Linked DNA regions of Mus musculus: regions 1 and 2 are each linked to region 3. A link is a contact called in public HiChIP or PLAC-seq data. All regions are on one chromosome and are shown on one strand. Each heading gives the region's core, a stretch centred on a gene start, on an enhancer-like site or on the middle of the called end of the contact. The rest is flanking DNA. Distances are from core to core; before and after follow the strand shown. Region 1 overlaps Rpa1 (replication protein A1). Region 2 overlaps Smyd4 (SET and MYND domain containing 4). Region 3 holds the start of Rtn4rl1 (reticulon 4 receptor-like 1).

Region 1 (4,471 bases), core at 1,155-3,654, 130 kb before region 3:
ATTATCCTTTTCGCATATTTGGATTTGCTTTGCTGAGTCTACCTGATTAGATTTCGTTCAGTATTTTTTGCTGTCTGTCCACGAGAGATTTTTTTTTAAGATTTATTTTTAATTATGTTTATGTGTGTCTGTGCTTGGAGGATAGAAATGTTTAGGGTCTCTGGTACATTACAGGTGGGCGAACTGCCTGATACGGGTTCTGGGAACTGAACTCAGGTCCTCTGCAAGAGCAGTGCATGCCCTTAGCCACTGAGCCATCTCATCAGCCCCCTGAGTCAGTTTGGTTTTGGTATCTTAGTAGTACTGACCTTACAGGGTGTCTAGGCTCCTGTAGAATCCGTCTTTCTTATTTAATGTTTAATGTTTACTTGAATTCACTAGTGCTCCCTGGACCCAGGGGCTTCTCCAGACTTGATCCTGCTGCCTCAGCCACCATTGTGCCGCCGCCTCTGGCTCAGACAACAATTCTGATACAAGTGTATTTGGTTTATAAATGTGGAGACTTTGTAAAGAGCTTTTCTGTTACCAATAATTTAATTCCCCTAGGATCAAACGTGTGTTTGATGTCTCAACTTCTATTAAATTCTCAACGTGTCTAAACTTCTGGTAACTTACAGTGTTATGTTTGTGCTTCAGATTACGATACCCTTTGGTAAACTCTGTCTACACTAGGAAGGAGTATTTATAGTTGTACAGTGTTTCAGCTGCGTCCTCCTGGTTTTCTCTGTCAGGTGGGAGAGGGATGCTGGGCCCTCATATGGAATCGCGGGTTAACTTTTCTCTCGTGGTGCTCTTTGCCTTCTTCCCTTTTCCAATGTTTCTTACTGTCTCTGTTGCTGTATTGCTGTGACCCTGTCACTCTGGCCATGCTGTGGTGTTTGCAGTGTGCATGTTTTGAGCTTATCACGGCCTGTCACTAGGCTCAGCTGTGTCGATTTGTAAAATGTTGTGCAAGAATCCCGTTTCTTCTTCCCGATCTTTGTGGTATGCCTGTCAGCCTATCTGTCATAAAGCTGACAATTTATTGCTGGTATTGTGTTTAAACTGTTTGTAAGAGATTGTGCCTGTGCTTTGTCTTGAGATGTTCTCAGTTCAACCTTCGGGCTTCAGGCCTCGCAGGTTGGGTTTATAGGCACAGGCTTCCCGGGCCCACTCCCTCCCTCAAACTCCAGTTACGCTGATTAATGGTTAGCGTGCATCTATTGCTTTTTTAAAGCAGTGTCTCACTCTAGTCCTGGCTGGCCGTAAATCCCGGCCACCCCTGCTTTAGTTTGTTTGGATAACAAGAATGAGCCAGCAGACACACAGCCATTATTAAAATGATATTTAGAACTTGTGTTTATTTTTTCATCTTTGCCATTTCTGGGATGTCATTGGTCGGGCCCATCTTTTCTGCTGTCATTTAATAACGCTGACATCCAAACCCCCACTCTCTCTGCTCTCTCTCTCTTGCTCTTGGATCCACTTCCTCTCTCCCCAGTCAGTGATTTTTGAGACAGGGTTTCTTTGTTGCCTGGCTTTCCTGGAACCCACTGTACAGACCAGGCTGGCCTCGAACTCATGGATCCTCCTGCCTCACCTGCCTCTGCCTCCTGAGTGCTAGGGTTAAAAACGTGCACCCCCATGTCTGGCTTTCTTTTTTTTTTTTTTAACATGCTCTGGGAAGTTTTGTTAAATAACTTTTTGTTTCCTTTTCTCCAGTCTGGCTTGCTTCCAATAGTGCCAGAATCGCCTGGGTTGATGATAGCCAGGGTGCGTACTCTGTAGTCTTTTTCTGTTTTCTGAATGTTGTGCCCAATTCAATTACTGCTGTTGTAGTGATGGGCACCAGTTTGGACCAGTATGCGTCGAGTTATGTTTCAGATTTCCTCCGATAACCAGTCTCTCCTTCTGTGATCTCTGTCCTGATCACCTTCAGAGTCTGCTTCTGTCCCAGCGGGTACTTCCCAGTTCTCATAACAAGCAGACTCTAGAGTTGATCAGTTCCAGAGACTTTTGTCCTCTTTGCAGCCACTGTCTTCCTGCCATAAGTGCGGGACAGCTCCCAACCACGAGCAGCCACTATGGTGGACCAGAACGTTTATTTGTTTGTTTTTGTTTTTGTTTTATTGACTTGCCAGGTCCGGTGTGTGCTGTCCACACATACTCATGGGTGGGTGTGGGGCCACTCACTAGAGCATGGCTGACCCATATCGATAAAGGAAATCGATTCCCCCTACTTTAGAATCCATCAAATCAACTCTCTACAGCTTCTCCTTTAATAACAGGGCCTCTCGAGCCCATCCCAGCTCCATGTTAGAGTGGTCCCTGGCATGGTTTGCTGTAGGCAACCATAGTTACTAAGAGCTGATGAGGGCAGAGGCCCTGGCTTGTCCAGAGGACACCATTTTGTGCAGAGCTTTCCTGACACCTTATTTTTACAGTTCCTCACCGCACTTCCCTTTTCACAGTGGTCACTAAGCCTTGGTGTGTGAGTGTGTGTGTGTGTGTATGTGTGTGTGTGTGTGTGTGTGTGTGTATACTCTGACCATCTGTGAGTTTCTTTTGCTTCAAGAAATTCTAATCAGGGTAGAAAGATGGCTTAGCAGTTAAGAGCTCTTGATGCCTAATATTGAAGACCAGAGTTCTAGTCCCAGCAGCCATGTAACAAGGCTAGTGCCCACACACACTTATAACATTGGTTCCAAGAAAGGTGAGACAGGAGGATTGCTGGGACTTGCTGCCTTGTAGTCCAGCCAAGGAACAGGAGCCCCAGGTTCCAGGTTTAGCGAGAACCACTGCAATAGGTAGGAAGTGATAGAGAAGAGAGCCTTTATGCAAGTTTAGACACTCACACTAATGTCTGACACAAAGAAATGAAAACCGTCATTTGCGATTTTCAGGGTACGTTTCTAATGTATCCAGAAGTCTTCATTTCAAAGCTTTTCATTATTGTGAAAATTGTATTTAAGTATATAAGTTGTGTGAGTGAATCTATTACAGAATGTTATATATGTATATATTATTTATTTCACATTGGCATTTTTAATTATGTTTGCCTATAAAACTATGTAGTTTTTTAATTGAAACTTAACAAAAAACAACAAAACGCTTTAAAAAAAGAAGAAGAAGAAGGAAGATATGTATAATGTGTGTGTTAAATACCTTTAATTCCAGCACTGTGGAGGCAGAGGCAGGCAGATCTCTGGGTTGGAGGCCAGCCTGGTCTGCAGAGCAAGTTCTGGAACAGCCAGGGCTACACAGAGAAACCCTGTCTCAAAAAAATGAAAGAATCTTAAGATGGTCATATATGGGTTTTATAGCAGTTTGTATTTTTCTTTGAATGTTTGCGGGCATGTAGGTAAGCGTACCATGTGCATGCAGTGCTCTTGAAGGCCAAAAGAGGGCGTTAGCTTCCCCTGGAATTGGAGAAGCAGATGGCTGAGAGCCTCCATATGGGCGCTGTGCTCTTAACCACTGAGCCATCATCTCTGCAGCCCTGTTTCTTTAACAAGCATTAATGTTTGTTTTAATTTTTGAGTAGAGCTGCGTGACTTTGTAATCAAAACTATGGCGTGCAATGGGTGGGCTCCTACCCACTGCATTGTGCACCCACTGCTGCCCTTTATAGATAACACAGTTTAAGGTTTCTTTATCCTACCAGGGCTATTCGCCAAGTAACCAAATGCAAATGCTGCTCCTGTACCCCACATGGTTTACATAAAAGATAGCTAGTTCTCTACGCTGTCTTTTTTCTGTCCTCTTTAAAAAAATTATTTATTTTTGTGAAATAAAGTCTTACCTTATACCCCGACTGAGCCTGAAACTTGTTTACCAACCTCTGCATCCTGAATGCTGGGATTCTAGCTTCTCCCCCTTCCCTCCCCCCCCTCCCCCCGCCCCCCAGCAGTTCTGGTGTGGCTGTTCTGTTGTTTATTTAACCAACTCTGTGGTTAGATCCTTTTGTCTCCGTGCTCTGACTATAAAAGTGTGCTTGATCCTAATTTGAACCCAAGCACTGCAAGAAGGAAAAAAGATCCACCAGAAGCCGCAGTGAATTACCTCCTGGGTACACCAGTGTGCGGGCAGAGTGGGCTTTTTTTGCCAGAAGTGATTGCTGGGTTAACTGGGAATGTGCCTGTGATTGGCAGACACAGTTAGACATTCTCCTCTGCTTGTTACAGCGTACCCCAGCAATGAGTGAGCACACTGGTCTCTTCCCAGTCATGCCAGCAGCCCATCTTCTGTGTCTTTAAGAATTGATGGATGAAGAGCAGTATCATGGCTATAGCTTGTGTTCTGAGTGAGGTCTGTCCTTGTAAATGTTTAAGAGCCCCTTTGCCTTTTGGTTTTTGGCCTCTGAAGTGGACTTGTTGTTGTTGTTAGCCTGTTATGTGCTGTTTGTTTGCTTGTTTTTCTTCTTGATTTCTGTGAGTTCTTCAAAAAATAGGGAGTGTCGGTTTTTTTGGCTCAGATGTGAGCTCTGTGCTTT
Region 2 (4,420 bases), core at 146-2,645, 180 kb before region 3:
GAACAATCAAGTTTTATTATATGATACATATTAATCAACTTATAAGTACATGATTATGCACATTTATCATATCGTGCAACCATCACTGCTGTCGTTTTGTTTTGTTTTGTTCTTTTGAGGCCCGGTTTCTGTGTTGTTCTGGAACTCACTCTGTAGACCAGGCTGGTCTTGAACTCAATGATCTGCCTGCCTCTGCCTCCCAAGTGCTGAAAACAAATGTGTGCACCACCACCTCTGGCTATCACTGCTGTCTTTTTTTTTTTTTTAACAGTTATTTATTTCGTGCATGCATGTGTGTATAAGCATGTAACGTATGCCATGGTATGCATGTGGAGGTCAGAGGACAACTTTCAGGAGTTAGTTCTTTCCTCCCACTGTGGGTTCTAGGAACCAAGCTCAGGTTGTTAGACTTGCATGGCAAGTGCCTTTACCACAGAGCCATCCTGCTGGCCCTACTATAGGTCCTTATATAAAAAGATCATATGCCGGGCAAAAACCAAACAAAAAATAAACCTCAAAAAACAAAAGGACCATATAATATTGTGGGGGAGTGGATGAAGTCCTGAACGAATGTGTTCTGTTGACATGTCTGTACTTCAGACCCATGGGAATTGGCAAAGCCTTCCTCTGGTCCTGTGAGGATGCTGATAGTCTGTCTAAAAACTAGAGATCACAGCTTTCTCCTCTGGATGACTGTAACCCCAGATTGTTCCTCTTCAGAGACTGTCCACCAAGCTACCCTGCCTACTTAAGCTGTACACAATGAATGAGCTGAGTTTCCAGGTTACAGCACAGTAGACACTGTCCATCAGTGAGAGCACAGCCTAGCCTAACAGTACACATGTCTGCTTTCTTCACGTTTCCAGAACCAAGCCTTGCTGGATAGAGCATATTTGTCTGTTTGGCTTATTTCACTTGATAAAAAGTTTTCAAGGAGGGCCAGGTGTGGTGGCACACGCCTTTAGTCCCAGCACTCGGGAGGCAGAGGCAGGCAAATTTCTGAGTTCGATGCCAGCCTGGTCTACAAAGTGAGTTCCAGGACAGCCAGGGCTATACAGAGAAACCCTGTCTCAAAAAACCAAAAAAAACCAAAACAAAACAAACAAACAAACAAACAAAAAGCCAAAAATCCAACCCCCCCCAAAAAAAAAACCAAACCAAAAACCAAAAAACAACAACAACAAAAAGTTTTTGAGGTTTAATTTATTGCATGTCACAGAATTTCACTGTTTAAAAAAATGGCTGAATAATATTTCACTATCCATTCACGTATTTGTAGGCATTCATGTGTGTAGTGGTTTAAATAAAAATAGCCCCCATAGGCTTCTACAGTTGAATGCTTAGTCATTGAGTAGCAGTACTAGAGAGGGAATTGAAGGTGTGGCCTTATTGGAGTAGGAGTGGCCTTGTTGCAGGAATTGTGTCACTTTGAGGTCCCAGCAACAAGGTTGCTCTGATCACATCCAAAGACATTCTAGGTCTATGTGATCTGGCTGGAATTCAGACATGCCCTTAATACACACCTTTAATCCCAAACAATGAAGGTAAAGTTAGTTTATAAAAAGAAGCACCCATGTTTGAAAGTGACGTTTAATTAAGAGTGATGAATTAGAGAAAGATCTGCTGTCACAGAGCAGAGAGGAAAGAGAGGCAGCATAAGAGGGAGCATGGCAGAGGGAGAGGGAGGAGGGGTTTTCACCAGGGCATTTGTACAGAGACAGGTTGCAGAGCTAGAACAGGTGAAGACAGAACAAGCCAGAGAATGAGAAGGAGCCAGGAGATTAGGACAGATTGCCAATGTTAATAGGCTAAGCAGAGCATTTTAGTCAGAAACTGAGAGAAGTCAAATTGAATCAGTTAGCTTGGAAAGGAGTTTGAGCAGCAACAGCTGAGTTAAACTAGCCAACAGAATCCAGAAAGAACTAGAAAAGATGAGCTTACTCAGCAGCAAATCTCAGAGGCTAAAAACATCTTAGACCTAGATTAGACTGCATGGAGGCTAGACGCTTCCAGGGCTAGGCCTAGGTTAGCAGACGGAGAGAGTAATAAGCCTTGGAGACAACAGTTAATACAGAAGACTATGTACAGACATGGATATGAACCTCTCAGCCACTTCTCCAGCGTCATGCCTGTCTGCATTGTTAGGAGTCATCTAGGAAAGGCTAAGGGCAGGCAAGCAACTTTTCCAGAGATGGTCCACTGTTTTTTGCATGGCTTTTGAGAGGCGAGCTCTGAGAGGGAAGGTTCCAAGAGACTTCATCCCAGGATTGCTGCTTAATTACGACATGCCTTTTCTTGTCACTGTTATTTAGTATAATGACTCCTGAGCTTTAGCCCATCCTATTGGGCATATTTCCTGCAGATCAACATAAAGATGAACTTTCACAAATTAATGCTGTTTAGATGAATAAATGATTTTATAAAATTCCTGATTTGATTTAAATAATTTTAGGAAGAAAGCTTTAGGAGATAGTTTAGTTGGTTTGCCAGAAAGATGTAATAACGTCAGAATCAAGAATAGAATGTGGCTGGGCAGTGGTGGCAGATGCCTTTAATCCTAGCACTTCGGAGGCAGAGATAGGCGGATTTCTGAGTTCGAGGACAGCCTGGTCTACAGAGTGAGTTCCAGGACAGCCAGGGCTACACAGAGAAACCCTGTCTTGAAAAACAAAACAAAAAGAAAAGTAAGTAAAGGCTGCATAATAAAGAATACAATGAGCTTTCACAACTACACCAAAAAGAGACATGCTTGGGACAAATTTGTGATCAAGGAAAAATATTCATTCTAGATCAGGTCCAAGGATGAAGCCACAAGTGTGTGATATGATGAACAAGACCATGGATAAACTGTTGTTTTGAGCTTAAAGAATAAAACACTGCTTTGAAATTAACTATCAACATTCTACTGTAACTTTCCTTTTTATAAATTTTATCTATGAGATAATTTTCTAAAGAACTTGTGTCTATAAAGGTATAGAAGGACAGAGAGAAAGAAATAAGGTGTGGCATCTGGGCTCTGCTCCATCCACCCAAATAAATATGTGTGTGTGTGTATGTATGTATGTATGTTTATCTATATGTATGTATATACATACATGTGTAGGTAGGTATATGTGTATGTATATAAGTATGCATGAACACTTGGGAAGTTGATGAGACAAGTGAGAGGTTGGGCCCCCCAGACAGAATGTGTGTGCCTGTATGTCTATGTGTGTGCTTGAATTCATCCTTTCTTCTTTTTCTTTTCTCTCTGGTTCACAAAGCGTTAGCAAGTCCTAGGCCTCTTGCTTGGCCAGCAAGATGTCCTTGAGCTAGAGAACTAAGCAACTTAACACATAAGCAGTAAGATTACAAGGCCAGGGATCATCAGTCTTTAGTCTTCATCCAACTCTGTTTCACCTCAGCTCATTCCTCAGCCAGAGGCTGCTCTGGCCCTGCATGCCACCAATGACGACAATGAACTAACTTTCTGAAACTGGAAGTCAGCCCCATTGAAATGAGAGTTTTAAGAGTTGCCATGGTCATGGTGTCTCTTCACAGCAATAAGACACCAAGAAAATGTGTTTTCCACTTCTGATTACTGTGGAAAATGCTGCTATGAACACTGGTGTGCAAGTATCTGCTCACATCCTGCTTTCAATTCTTTGGGGTATAAACCCAGAAGTGGGATTACTGCACCATACAATAATTCTCTAACTTTCAAGCAATTTTCCACAATGGTTGTATCATTTTACATTCCCACTGGCTACGAGAAGGGTTCCCACTTCTACACATCTTCACCACCATTTCTGTTTTTGTTTTTGAGTAACAGCTGCCTAATGACTGTGAAGTGGTATCTTATCTCAGTGTTGATTTGCATTTCTCTGATCATTAATGTGGGAAGGCATCGTTTCATATGTTTATTGGCTGTTTGTGTATCATCTTCTTTGGCGATGTTGATTCAAGTTATTTGCTTGTTTTTTTAATTGGAGTTTTAAAAAATTGTTGTTGAGTTGTGGGAGTTCTTCATTAGCTCTGCATATTAATACCCTGATGAAAATGATTAACAAGTATTTGCTTCCATTTTGGGGGCTTCCATTCTGGGCTGTTTTTATTCTTTTGATACTCTTTTGATTCTCAACAGTTTAATCTGACTAAAATTCAGTTTATTTCTTCTTTTAATGGCCATGCTATTGACACATCCCGTAATCACTGCCAAATCCAGTCATGAAGAGTTTCTTTCAAGAGATTTATAGTTTTAGCTCTTTAAGTTTGTCATGTCTGTTTCACTTAATTTTGTATAGTGTACAAAAGTCTAACTTCATTCTTTTCTATATGGCTTGCTACTAGTATACGAAGAGCTAAATTTCTCTTTCCTTGAGTCTCAACCTCTGATGTGTAGCAATTTCTTCAGAGGAAAACATGGTGGGAAGTTCCTTAA
Region 3 (4,617 bases), core at 2,000-4,499:
TTTAAGGAAAGGGCTCTGTATTAGCCCAGAGGCTCTTGATTTGCATTCTGTTTTTATCGCTCTAAAAATGAAAACCATAGATCCTGACCTTAAGCAGGCAACTCTGGCACAGCAAAGCCCCCAGCAGGCCGCTCTTCCTTCCTGGAGAATGCTGGATGGCTCGGGGCCTTGCTTGCCCTGATGCCTCTCATCTCTCTTGACCAGAGGCTTGCTTTTTATATCTCAGGTTCTGTCAGGGTAGGCTATGAGCTGGAAATACTGGCACAGCAGCCGCCGAAGCATTCAGCACTGTCGGCAACTAGATTTCACTCCAGAGGTGGTGGCCAGTGGAGTCCTTTTATTAAGAGATAAAGATATCTCCCCCAGACCCCCAAAAGATCTCACAGGGATAGCTTTACTAGGACAATCAGAAATCAGATCTATGACTCTGATGGTCTGGGGCTTATTTGTTCCCTCTTCTCTAGGAAGAGTCCCTTTTCTCTTCCTTTAACCCCCCGCCCCCACCTTCCAATTCATAAACCATTAAACTCACTCTAGTTTAGGATCCCTGCATCTGCTAGGCAACTATCTCTCAAACCAACCTATAAACCTAGCTGTTTGGAGCTTTTGGGAACAAATCTACAAACGGAAACTTCAATGGCCACCTCCTGTGGCCTTAGCCTGAGGCATGTTTTGGCTTTCGGGCACACACCTAGATTCCACACAAAGAATCTGAGCTTCCTCCACATGTGTGCAGAAAAGACAAATCCAGGGTATTGGATCAGCGCCCCAAAGAGGAAATTGACCAGGAAAGGACCAAAACAAAAGTCATTTGCTCACACAGTGTCCCAGGAGCAGGCTCCAGGCCACCCACGCCCCGCCCAGCCTTGGCAAGGGCTTCTCTGCTCTGTTTCCCTCAAGCCAACCCAGGTGTGAAGCTCAATTGATGGAATCTCAATAGCCAACCTCATCTGTGCGGGGAGAAAGAGCCCAAAGCCTCCAGTGGCCACCTCTCGAGCAGGGAAAGGATCCTTCTCCCTCCCGGGCAGCATCCCCCCAGAATGCACTGGACTTGTCTAGAGCTGGGCTTCTGGCTAGCAAGGATACCAAAGAGCTACTGGAGACTGCTGGAGCCTCCCCGGGCACCTAAGCCATATAAATAAAGTGTGTGGGCTGCTTTGTGGCTCATTCTTAACTGTAAACTGCCAAAAGACAAAAGACCAAAAGGGAAATGAGATGTCAGTTCTTCCCCATTATCTCCATCACAGACCTGCAGCCCAGACATGGCAGCCTTTTCAAAATTGTCTGGGAAGCTTTCCCCACTAGAGCAAGTCTACATGGTCCATGCCCAGGCTTCTCAGACTCCACTGTCTCCAGCTCAGTAAAAATCACCTTCCCTGTGCACACACACTGGCCTGCACTCCAGCACTGCTGAGTTGCTGAAGTGACTTTCCGTGTCTTTCTGTAGGAAAAGGAACTGGGGTGTTAAACAGTAAAGCGGTTCTTCTAACTACTGCAGAGACTTGCCCCACACCACAACGAAAAAGAGGCAATGTGTCGTGTCCCCCCCCAACCCCCCATCTTCTTACTGTACCGACCCACGTGGAGGGCACAAGTCACACAAGTTTGTGATTGTTCTTACACGGTGAGGCAACCAAACCTCCGTGGTTGCCTGAGGCTGGACCACCACTCAGTCTTTTCGACTCATAACGAAGGCGTGGCTTTTCACCCACCTGTCTGACCTGCTTATCTGGGTCTCTCATCTCCCGGTATCTGCTTCTCTCCGCCCATCTCAGGGCTTCGCTCCCCCCACCTCTGCCACCACCCCCTGCCCGCTTTCTCCTTCCCCATCCTGCTGTGAGGTCAGAATCCTGTGCTTACGACACCTCGGTCTGTTGCCATGGAAACAGGGGCGGATTAAGGCTGGAGCGCAGGGATCAGGCCCCTCCGCTACCTGAGCTCCCGCCTCAGCTGGTTCCCGCAGGGCGGGAGCAGCTAGCATCAGGCACCAAGGCTCAGCAGCCGCCGGGCCGAGGCAAGGGACAGGGGAATCCCAGCGGGGCGCCACAGCTAGTACACTGGGACCTCAGAGCAAAGAGACACGCAGAGGAGGGGAGCAGAGGGTAACGGGTCCGCGGGCTCACGTGTGGTCACCTGCCCTTTCTGGGCCGGAGGGACAGCACCTAGAACGGCAACCACGTGGGGGCGCGGCAGGACTTCCCCGGCACCCGCGCCAACTTTGCTCCGCTCCTGCTGCCGGGGAGTCTGGCGAGGTGGTCACCGAGCCAGCGCCCGTTAAGTTGAACCTGGCTCTGGCCGCGCACACTGCCAACATGGCCTTGGCGGTTGCGTCCCTCTGATCCAGGCATTAGGAAAGTTTAAGGAACCGGACTTCTGGCACTTGACACTCCCCACCCTCGGTCGCTAAATGCTCAGGGCTGGTCCCCGGGGATAAGGGTAGGATGCTGGGAAGATGCCTGCGTTCCGGCGCGCCTCCGGAGTTAGGAACGGTGGTGAACGCCGGGGCCGCGCGGTGACTGACCGCTGCCTGCACCCAAGCGCGGGTTGTACTCAGTGCTGAAGCAGCAGAAGCAGGGGCGGGTGCCTGCGCAGGGGATGGAGCCTGCAAGTGCAAAACTTTATAATGGAGAGGCAAAGGTCCCAGGAGGACAGCTCCCTTTTTATCAAAGGTTTCTCACTCTGGTCTCTGAACCCTCAAGACAGATCCCTGAGGCCTGGCCACTCGATCCATGAACAAACCCCATGAACAAACCCCATGTCTCTCAACAGGCCACCAACGGGAGCTCAGCTCCAGCAGCAGGCGCACGGCGGGTGCCTGTGACAAAAGCCAGCCATCTAGCAGGGGGCTGCTTCCGGGACCCATTTCCCTGGCGTTCGACGGCTCCCGGGGCTTGTTGCTCGGCCCGGTTCCATGCAACTCCAACTTGCCCCTGAGGTTCCAACTCACCTTTGCGAAGCATGTTGGCCGCGGGGCCGCCGCTCCGAGGTCGGCCTAGGCGCGCTCCCTCCTGGGGTCCAGATTCAAATCCCTGGGCGCCAGCTGCAGCTAATCCGAGCGCGTCGAGGCGGGGGCAAGCCGGGAATCCGCTTGTGCCCGGCGGCCCGGTCCCGCAGGGGCATGGTGAGCCCAAACCCGGTGCTCAGGGCACCGGCGCCTGCTAGCAACCGCGGCGCTGCCAACCAACGCGGTGCGCTCGCTCAGCCCCGGGCGAGTGGCTTGCTCCGCCGAGCCGGCGGCCTGATTCTGCCGCCCCAAACACTTTGCAGGCGGTTTTGAGGGGGGACGCCGCCCCCTAGCCGGCCAGCCGATGTCCCCTCTTCCCCGCCCCCTCGGGCAGCGGCTGCTGCAAAAGGGCGCTCGTACGCACAGCCTAGCTCCGGGAAAGCGCCCGGCGCGCGTTTGCAGGACCGAGCGATCCGCCGAGCGGGGCGCCTCCCTTCCTCCCCCCGGCTTCCCCCACCTCTCTTCCTCCTCCCTCCCTCCCTCGCTCTTCAGCTCCCTCCCTCCCGCTCCGTTCCCCGCCCCCGCTCACGGAGCGCCTCCCATACAAAATTTATGAAAGTGCTCTCAGCTCGCGGTGCGGAGCGCCGTCCTATTCCCAGGGCAGCGGCGCTCAGCCGTGCGGCGCCGCCTTCCAAGGTGTTTTCGCTGCACCTGCCCCCGGGGATGATCCTCGGCCCGCGTCCGTCCAAGTACCTGCCCCAGTCATCCGCGGGTCGTCCGGCCACTGTAATCGCCCTCCCCGGCCCCGCAGGCTTCTCCGAGCACGCACCCGCAGCCCAGCCCCCGCCTGTTTGCCCTTCGCTGCTGGAGGTCATCAAGAGAAGCGGCTGGAACAGTGTACCGGCCCTGAGCCCCGATGACAAGTCCAACACCCTTGCCCCGTCTCCTCTCTGACCCGCGTCCCTTCCTTCCTGTGAGGCTCGACGGCTCTTCCCTGCCCAGAACTGCTCCGGCGACATAGCCTTCCCCCCACCCCGCCCGCCCATCCAGAGTTCCAAGACACTGTTCTTTGGGGGGAGATGTGCGGGACAGCTAGCATTTGGGGATGTCCAGTTGAAAATCGTATAAAGAACTATGGGAGTTCAGGTGGGCTATCTCTGGCTGGAAGGCCTCCCCGGTCCCCTTTAGTCCTACACAGACCCCACCCATGAGAGGATTCTCCAAACAGGGAGGAGGTACCGCCTGAAAAGCCGGTCGGTCCTGCAAGGGCCCTTTGGGCCAAGTGTGGAGAAGGTTCAAGCCAGCAGAGATCCTAGGTGGAGGCCGGCACCCCCTACTGGCCCGGGATAAGAAGGACTCCCTAAGAGGAAAAAGACTGGGCCAGGTCACTCGTTGAACATATTAGAGTTTTATGTATTACACTATGTGGAAATTCAGCCAGTGAAAAAGAGAAGGTCCCTGTCCTCCTTGAGTTTATACTCTAATAGGACAAAAAGAGAAAAGTTCAGATGATGGAAGTGTCTGGAAGAAAGACAAAGAGGGTGTTGCTCTGGAGCTGATCCGGGATGCGAGTGGGGGATGGGGTGGAAGTGGAGCTAATGTGACAGCTGCCATCTAACCAGAGATCTAAGTTCTCTGTGGAGTAAACTTGGAGGGGTGATCAGAAGTCAGAA

Evidence for each region. HiChIP or PLAC-seq counts read pairs in DNA pulled down with a chosen protein or histone mark.
Region 1: an H3K4me3 HiChIP or PLAC-seq map of bone marrow-derived macrophages shows a contact between it and region 3, with 2.8 times the contacts expected there. The contact joins the enhancer-like site here to the promoter of Rtn4rl1 in region 3. A contact is called at or near these places in 8 of 39 promoter capture datasets (the C10 cell line, the HPC-7 cell line, cranial neural crest and 5 more), 2 of 15 datasets of contacts at CTCF or cohesin (CD8 T cells and the NIH/3T3 cell line), 7 of 484 Hi-C or Micro-C datasets (CD8 T cells, the G1E-ER4 cell line, bone marrow-derived macrophages and 2 more), 30 of 115 datasets of contacts at active chromatin or transcription factors (the 230-238 cell line, the NIH/3T3 cell line, the SCID.adh cell line and 18 more) and 3 of 9 other capture datasets (adipose tissue, liver and pancreatic islet).
Region 2: a contact with region 3 is called in an H3K4me3 HiChIP or PLAC-seq map of embryonic stem cells, with 23 read pairs. The contact joins the enhancer-like site here to the promoter of Rtn4rl1 in region 3. A contact is called at or near these places in 5 of 39 promoter capture datasets (the C10 cell line, the HPC-7 cell line, Sertoli cells and 2 more), 9 of 484 Hi-C or Micro-C datasets (the CH12 cell line, cerebral cortex, cortical neurons and 6 more), 14 of 115 datasets of contacts at active chromatin or transcription factors (the SCID.adh cell line, SST interneurons, bone marrow-derived macrophages and 8 more) and 4 of 9 other capture datasets (adipose tissue, liver, macrophages and 1 more).

What each region holds. Positions count from the first base shown.
Region 1 is chr11:75,322,579-75,327,049 of GRCm38.p6, reverse strand. All of the region lies in intron 5 of Rpa1 (replication protein A1), which reads left to right. Among named protein-coding and RNA genes, the nearest start is that of Rpa1, 24 kb to the left of the region's middle. Within about 2 kb of position 2,404, at least 34 of the 459 cell types and tissues checked have an H3K27ac peak or open chromatin away from gene starts, as enhancers often do. A contact at or near this core is called in CD8 T cells, the G1E-ER4 cell line, the HPC-7 cell line and 4 more, where this site is marked.
Region 2 is chr11:75,374,261-75,378,680 of GRCm38.p6, reverse strand. The region is part of intron 2 of Smyd4 (SET and MYND domain containing 4); the gene reads right to left. Among named protein-coding and RNA genes, the nearest start is that of Smyd4, 28 kb to the right of the region's middle. Within about 2 kb of position 1,395, at least 11 of the 459 cell types and tissues checked have an H3K27ac peak or open chromatin away from gene starts, as enhancers often do. A contact at or near this core is called in the HPC-7 cell line and embryonic stem cells, where this site is marked.
Region 3 is chr11:75,192,625-75,197,241 of GRCm38.p6, reverse strand. It overlaps Rtn4rl1 (reticulon 4 receptor-like 1), which reads right to left and starts at 3,249. Exons shown (of 2, transcript NM_177708.5): 1 at 2,948-3,249. The coding sequence starts at 2,960.